Regions from separate parts of the Mus musculus genome. Here region 2 is linked to region 1. A link is a contact called in public Hi-C data. All regions are on one chromosome and are shown on one strand. Each heading gives the region's core, a stretch centred on a gene start, on an enhancer-like site or on the middle of the called end of the contact. The rest is flanking DNA. Distances are from core to core; before and after follow the strand shown. Region 1 overlaps Pex14 (peroxisomal biogenesis factor 14). Region 2 overlaps Pex14 (peroxisomal biogenesis factor 14).

What was found. A called contact is a pair of places that touch in the nucleus more often than the background predicts.
Region 2: a Hi-C map of Th1 cells shows a contact between it and region 1, with 2.5 times the contacts expected there. The contact joins two enhancer-like sites. A contact is called at or near these places in 9 of 39 promoter capture datasets (the 3T3-L1 cell line, cranial neural crest, embryonic stem cells and 6 more), 19 of 484 Hi-C or Micro-C datasets (the C2C12 cell line, the G1E-ER4 cell line, Th1 cells and 11 more), 2 of 115 datasets of contacts at active chromatin or transcription factors (both in embryonic stem cells) and 3 of 9 other capture datasets (embryonic stem cells, embryonic tail and embryonic trunk).

Annotation. Positions count from the first base shown.
Region 1 is chr4:148,968,194-148,971,704 of GRCm38.p6, forward strand. Pex14 (peroxisomal biogenesis factor 14) reads right to left here. Exons shown (of 9, transcript NM_019781.3): 5 at 2,357-2,442. Gm17029 (a long non-coding RNA gene) reads left to right here. Exons shown (of 3, transcript XR_003955167.1): 2 at 1-3,511. Among named protein-coding and RNA genes, the nearest start is that of Gm17029, 9.8 kb to the left of the region's middle. Within about 2 kb of position 1,573, at least 30 of the 459 cell types and tissues checked have an H3K27ac peak or open chromatin away from gene starts, as enhancers often do. A contact at or near this core is called in Th1 cells, where this site is marked.
Region 2 is chr4:149,061,781-149,064,909 of GRCm38.p6, forward strand. The region is part of intron 2 of Pex14 (peroxisomal biogenesis factor 14); the gene reads right to left. Among named protein-coding and RNA genes, the nearest start is that of Gm46722, 35 kb to the right of the region's middle. Within about 2 kb of position 1,356, at least 40 of the 459 cell types and tissues checked have an H3K27ac peak or open chromatin away from gene starts, as enhancers often do. A contact at or near this core is called in Th1 cells, where this site is marked.

The sequences.
Region 1 (3,511 bases), core at 323-2,822:
CCGGGATCGTTCATCTTCCATGGTAGGGTAAGGCATGCACAGGGAAAGCACCCTACAGCAGGAGGTGCGCACTTCACAAAGAGAGCCAGGACAGCCTATATCCTCCCAGAACCCAAAGGTGGGGCCGAGGGAAAGGGACACAGAAAGCCAAAGCTGGTGACTGCAAAGCCACCAAACAAGGGTCCTGGAACCAGCCTCTCCATCATTAGGAAGGCGAGGGCACACCTGTAGGGCTTGGGACGCTGATGTACAACAAGGGCTGAGGTAGAGTTGTTAGGTCCCCAGTCGAGGGGGCACAGTCCACTCCAACCCTAGAGCACACTACTCAGCTAACCACAGGAGCCTGGCAGGTGCTGCCCAGAGGGAACGTAGGGTCCCAGACAGGTCAAAGAGGGACTGTTCTCCACTGCCGGTTGGCTCTGTGCTAGGGAAGAGAAGCAGGTCTCTCAGGGGTTTGTGGGAGAACTCATTTCAGGAGAGACTCAGAGTGAGCTTGTCATTTAGCACATGCACAGAAGCAGTTTCTATTTCGCAAAGTGCTTTGCAGCCACAATGTGAGTTATTACCCACAACTGAGCGAAACTCATCAACTGCAGCCTGACGCTTCCAAAGTATAAAAGTCAAGAAATTCTCAGCTGTATAACCAGCGACCCCCATCCCTGAGGCCAGAGCCCGTGAGCGGGAAGTGTTGCCGCTGATCTGGCTAAGTCTGTGTTTGTGCAAAGCAAGACAGCTCCACTTTTCTATACTTAAAGAATACTACTAACATGCTGAAGACACGACACCATTGTGACCAACATTTCAATGTTTCCTTTCTTTGTAAAACACAGGCTGGTGGCCAGAGCTCCATGGAAACAGATGACAATCTCTGTCATATCTGAACCAAGGTGCCACACCTCCTGTTCTGTGGGGTTGCCACTGTGATGAGACACTTGTGAGCTGCTCACAGGACCCTGGTACTTGTGAACTCTGCTGGTACCTGTCTGCAGCTAGTGGGCTAAGAAAGGCTGCCCCACACAGGCTCCACAGACGCTCAGGGGGGAGTTCCAGGCCTGACAACAATTTGCTTCTGAATTCCTGCACAGGCATTTCTTATTTTGGCATCAGGCACTATCCTGAAGAGTTACATTCTGCCACAACTCTGTCATTAGCTATTGTAGGAAGTAAAAAACTAAGAATCTAAGGTTTAAACAAGGTTTAAATACATTTCATGTGCTCAAAGATACACTGCAAGCCTGGGAATTCAGTAGAGTCCTTTAAAGAAGAAAAAAGAGAAAAAGAAAAGAAAAGAAAAACAGTCACTAAATGCAGGCTGGATTAGTGGGAGGCGTCAGTGGAGAACATGACTTCTCTCCAGGGTAAGCAGGCCTAAATGTGGGGCCATCCAGGCTGTGCATCTTGTAGATTAGTTTCTCCAAAGCAAGGACAGGCCTTTCCACTGGTATTGGGAGGAAATGTTGGTTCAGTGCCTTTAGTTCTGCTGTGAGCATCGTGAGCTACGAGCTCTTGAGGGCTCGCTGACTCAAAAGGCCCAGGGAAACTCCCACATTTATACAGATGCTACCACAGTCCACAGAAAACAAGAAGTGTGCTTCCTGAGCCAGTTGTAAATACCAGGGTGGAACAAGGGCATCTATGGGGCTTCCCACGTGCCAGCAGGCAGGGAGCCAACACTGCTCCAGCACTATTCCAGGACTGACTCCTGGCCTTCCCTGAAACCCTGAGGCCAGTTCTGCAGATGCTGGAAGCCATCACATGGAGAAGATGCACTCATACTCCTGACCTGTGCTCCCGCTCTGCCTTCAGTGTGCTCAGACTATTGCTGGAGCAGCTGGGCAAACCCATTAAAATCAAAGCCTCTGTTGGTGCTCACTGCCTCTGTTCCTTTTCTGAGTATCGTACTCACAGTACCGACTGATATGGGCAGGCACACTTTCACAACACTGCAAAGTCGGACTATCTGTCTCAGGAACATCTTATGGATGGAGCTGTACTCTGGGACAGAGTCAGGTTCAACACATATAGCTAGGCTCTGATGTGCAAGCCCGTAACGACTAAATCGCTCTGCTTCTGCAATCTGCATGTTTCTCAGTGGTGCCAGGCACTGCTCTAAATACTTGAGCCAGCCGGCCATCAGGTCATACTGCGGGTGGGAGTCAGGGTGGCGAGGTGAAGCAGCAGTGCTGTGTGCATTCATGTCTCTCCTGCTGTGCTCCCTGCTTCCACCACAGCCGCTGTGCTCTGAATGCCTGTGTACATAATAAGCCAGGGGCCAGGAGGGAGGACAGAGGAGGGAGGAGGGAGGAATACCAAAGGGTGGCAGGGCATAACATGGTGGCCCTGAGAGGCCACTTACCTTGTAGAGTTGGTGAAAGCCAAATGCAATTCCTGCCATGATGATAGCCAAGGCACCATAATCTCGCCATCGGGAGCCTCTGGGGCCTGGGGTAGAAAGGAAGGAAGAAGAAACTAGAACAGGTCTCTGCCCAGGAGTGTCGCAGCGGACAGGCCAGTGAGACACACAGCTGCAGAAAGCACGTGACCATCAGAACATCAGGGCTCGGCTCTGCCCTCTCTTCTTTCCAAGGTCCCAGAACTGTCTGCCTCACTTGAGATGGAAGTGATCTGACCGTGAGATGCTGGGAAGAGGTATCCAGCTGTGAGCCTAGTGCCCAGCCATGGAGGTCAGAAGGCAGAGGGGACAGAAGGACCTTTGGCCTGGCCTCATGAGATCAAGGAACAGGATCATTCTAGAGGCCGGTTAGTGTGCGCACACCACATGGAGGACAAACCAGGGGTCAATGATAAACCTGGGCCTCTCTGCTCTGCTCATTCCTTAGGCTATGAAGACACAAGTCTGCCAAGGACCAAGGCTTGTCTCCTGGAGGCAGAGTGAGTGGGGTGGAGAAGACAGGCCAGGGGCCTGGAGCCCTTGCCCTCCACAGTGGGAAGTAACACGGTTGCAACTCTATTCTAGGAGAGCACTGGCAAGCCCTGGTGGGCACACCCTTCCAAGGGCTGCAGAGGCCAAGGGAGCTTTAGAAGGAGAACTTCTAAATTTGCCATTTGGTTGAGGATCTGGAATGAGCATCTAATGCCCACCGCAGGGCAGGCTCCAGTTCACACCGACCAGCACATGTAGGCCCGTGCAACATTTATTGTGTTTCCTTTCTCCAACTGTGTTCTGAAAACTGTAAACAGAAAAATCCAGAAAAAAAACAGCCCAGAGGCCTTGGAGTGTACAGCACGCTAAGCAGCAGGATGGATGGAATCTCAGCCATGCGCTCTGACCCCCCCCACCCCACCCCCAGGACAGCGCATCCACGCCGACATGCTACTTGCCCTTCATGTACTGATCACCATCTCAGCTCTCTCTCAGACTGTCTTAGTATCTCACTGCAGAGTCTAAGTGAGCCTTATTTCACTTAACAATGGCCTCAAAGCATAAGGGCAGAGACATTGATAATTTGAATCTGCCTAAGAAAAGCCAAGTGTTTCCCTTAAGAGGAAA
Region 2 (3,129 bases), core at 106-2,605, 93 kb after region 1:
CCTTTTCTTTTTTGGCTACTCATTACCATTCTTTAACTGTTACAATTTATATCAGCATATAATGTTAAATAATTACAGGGAACGGAGCTCACTCTAGTGAGGATATAAACGCGCTGTGGGAATCTACAGATTTAAACAAATAACACTCACGGCAGGGGGTGAGCGGATGAATTAGCATTAATATCCTGCCTGGGATCCCAGTGCACTGGTACTGCTTAAATACAGATCTTTTCTGTAACAGTCAATATGACAGCTCCCGGCAATACGGCCCCTTTCCCTTTCCCAGTCAATATAGCAGCCAGTGAAAATAGAAACGTCCCTATAGCAATCAATATAGCAGCCAGCTAAAATAAACCCTTCCCTTTTAAGGGCTATATAATAGTCAGCTAAATGGAAGAATTGGCACCCCTGCTGGATGGCTCAGCAGCAACGCCAAGGAACCAACAAGCCACGAACACTAACTGATCCTTAGGCTGCTTAGACCCTGACTAGGAAGGGAGACGATAGGCCCTGGCAGGAAATGAAGTGGGAGCTCCTGAGGGGACTGGACAGACCGCCTCCAGGACAGACAAGTAACCACTCAGGTCGTGAGCAGCTACAGGTCCACCCACACCAATGGAAATGGCCACAAGTTTTAGGATAGTTTAGATTAATTTCTGTCCAAACTGTCATCCTCAAGTGTGTGTGCATTTGACGGTAGTGCCTGCTCCCACCTTCTCCTGCCTGAGAGGTTAAAGTACTGGATCAGCAGATTTATGACTTTCTGATCGCCAGCGCCACATCCAGCCAGGAGGATGAAAGTCCAGGCCGACGTGTGACTGGCATCCAGTGTACAGTGTAAGAGCACTTAGCCGTTGGCTTATTAAAGACTGTGATGAAACCATACATTTCCGGCACCCCACACGCGTCATGGAAAAGCAGTCTCCTTCCTTCCAGGGAGAAAGCTTGATTACAACCGAACTTAGGAGATGACGCCTCTAAAGGCTAACACCAGATCAGATCTTCTAAAAAGAAGAAGATGGGAGGCGTCTGAATGAGAGGCTCCTCCTATCCTTCTCAAGTTACTGCTAGGATTTGTCCTGACGGACTCAAAGGTTTGACAAATGAGAGTGTAACCACTGACACCAGAGCGGGTTTCCAAACAACACGCCCTGAACTGAACACTGGGACTGTTGTGCTCCAAAGCAGCTGAGCAGCAGGGACCCACCCCATCTTCATTAAAATCCGACAATCTGTCTGCCATTCTTTGAGTAAGTCCGAAGAGAGTCTCTGTTTCCCTGGCCAGGTGTTTAACACCCAGGGATGCTCATGTCATCAATCAGGTGACTCAGTCAAGTGCCACAGTGTCAGATATCAGGAAGAGATTCTCCAAGCCCTGACTGAAATCCCTAGTAAGTACAGTCAGAGATTCCGCCACCCCGCCCACAGATACCTGCTCTTCACATCACAGTTCCAGTTACAGAGCACCTTCAGGATTGGAGGTTAATGATCCAGGGCCTCGAAGAACAATATACACTTTGCTACGGTCTTACAGGTAAGACAAAGTGTGCCTTAGAGGTCACAGGCCTCACTCAGTCCCTACAGGTCATAGGTCCTATGGCCCCTAAAAGTCATAGTCCTACTTAGAAGCCACTTGAGTAAGTTTCCGTGCAACTGGTCCTTCTGTGATTGTGGCAGCCTTTTGGTGGGGGAAACAGACTTAAAGACTAGGCACAGAATGCCTCTTGTCTTACGAATTATGAAGTCATGCCACTGAGTTACTGCTATGACTTGGCACAGCACCTGGCTTCCAGCACTAAACCCAATGAGTACTCTATAAACCCTGACATGCAACGACACCTCCATTTCTACAACAGACAACAAAAAGGTGACAACTGGAGCTAGAGAGATGGCTCAGTGGTTAACAAGCAGCATTTGATCCTCTCTCAGAGGACCCAGGTTTGGTTCCCAGCACGTACATGGAAGCTCACAGCCATCCCTAACTCCTGCTCCAGGGGGTCTGACCTCCAAGTATCTCGGGCACACACACCTGTGGTGTACATACACACATGAAACAAATCTAAACAAATGTTTTAGCTGGGAAGTACACACTTTCAATCAAATAGCACTAAAGCTTGAAAGAGTACACCATGACGTCAGCCAAAACCCCATCACCTACACATGCCACCACGGTCACCTACACATGCCACCACGGTCACCTACACATGCCACCACAGTCACCTACACATGCCACCACAGTCATCAAAGGTGAGCAGGAGGCAGGGAGGGACAGACAGAGAGAGGGTAGTGAAAGAGAAAATAATTCCGAGAGGAAAGAGGGGTAAAGAAAGGGAAAGACAGACGAGAGGTGAGGGAGCTCGCGCAGAAAGACAGCCCTCTCGCTGGCATCCGCAGCTCGCAGCTTTCGGGGCGTTTGTGAAACAACAGTTGCAGTGAGACAAACAGACGGGGAGTCTTCTGGCTTCCAGCCTGAGTCAACGGGACTGTTTCTAGACAAACTGAAAGCAAGCTGCTCTGTCCGCACACTCGGTCGTGCAGGACAGCTTCAGGACAGGATGTGGGAAAGGAAGAGCGAGGAGGTGGGAGCGAGCGCTGGCTTTACTGGTCCCAGTGTCACTGCAAATAAATACTGTCAAGATTTAAACCATAATAATGGAAAGGCTATAAAGGTCTCGGTTATAATGCTTCCTCTGATGCTCCTGTTCATAAATGCCCTCTTTATACTGCCCAAGTGGCAATGCTCCACTGAACATCAGTATATGGGCACCCCAGTGGGAACGCTGCACCCTAGGTTCCCAGCAGGAAGCCAGGCAGCAACTGTGCAATGCATCTCCAGCCTGTGTAAGTGAGCACACACACTCACTTAGGTCCTAAAGTGTGGACTGAGTACCACTCAAGAGCTAAGAAACACAGTACACAGCCACCCCATAGCAGGGTTAGCAAGGTGTCTATACGCCAAATACCTGGGAAAAGCAGACGCAAATGTGTCCCATGTGGACACACATCCATGTAACATAGACTCCTTCACTACTCGAACAACTAAAATCCCCACCCTTGTGCCCGGTGGCCTAATGTAAAATGCAGTTTCCTCTGCTTTGTGCTTTGTGTAGACTGCAGATCAGCAGCAAT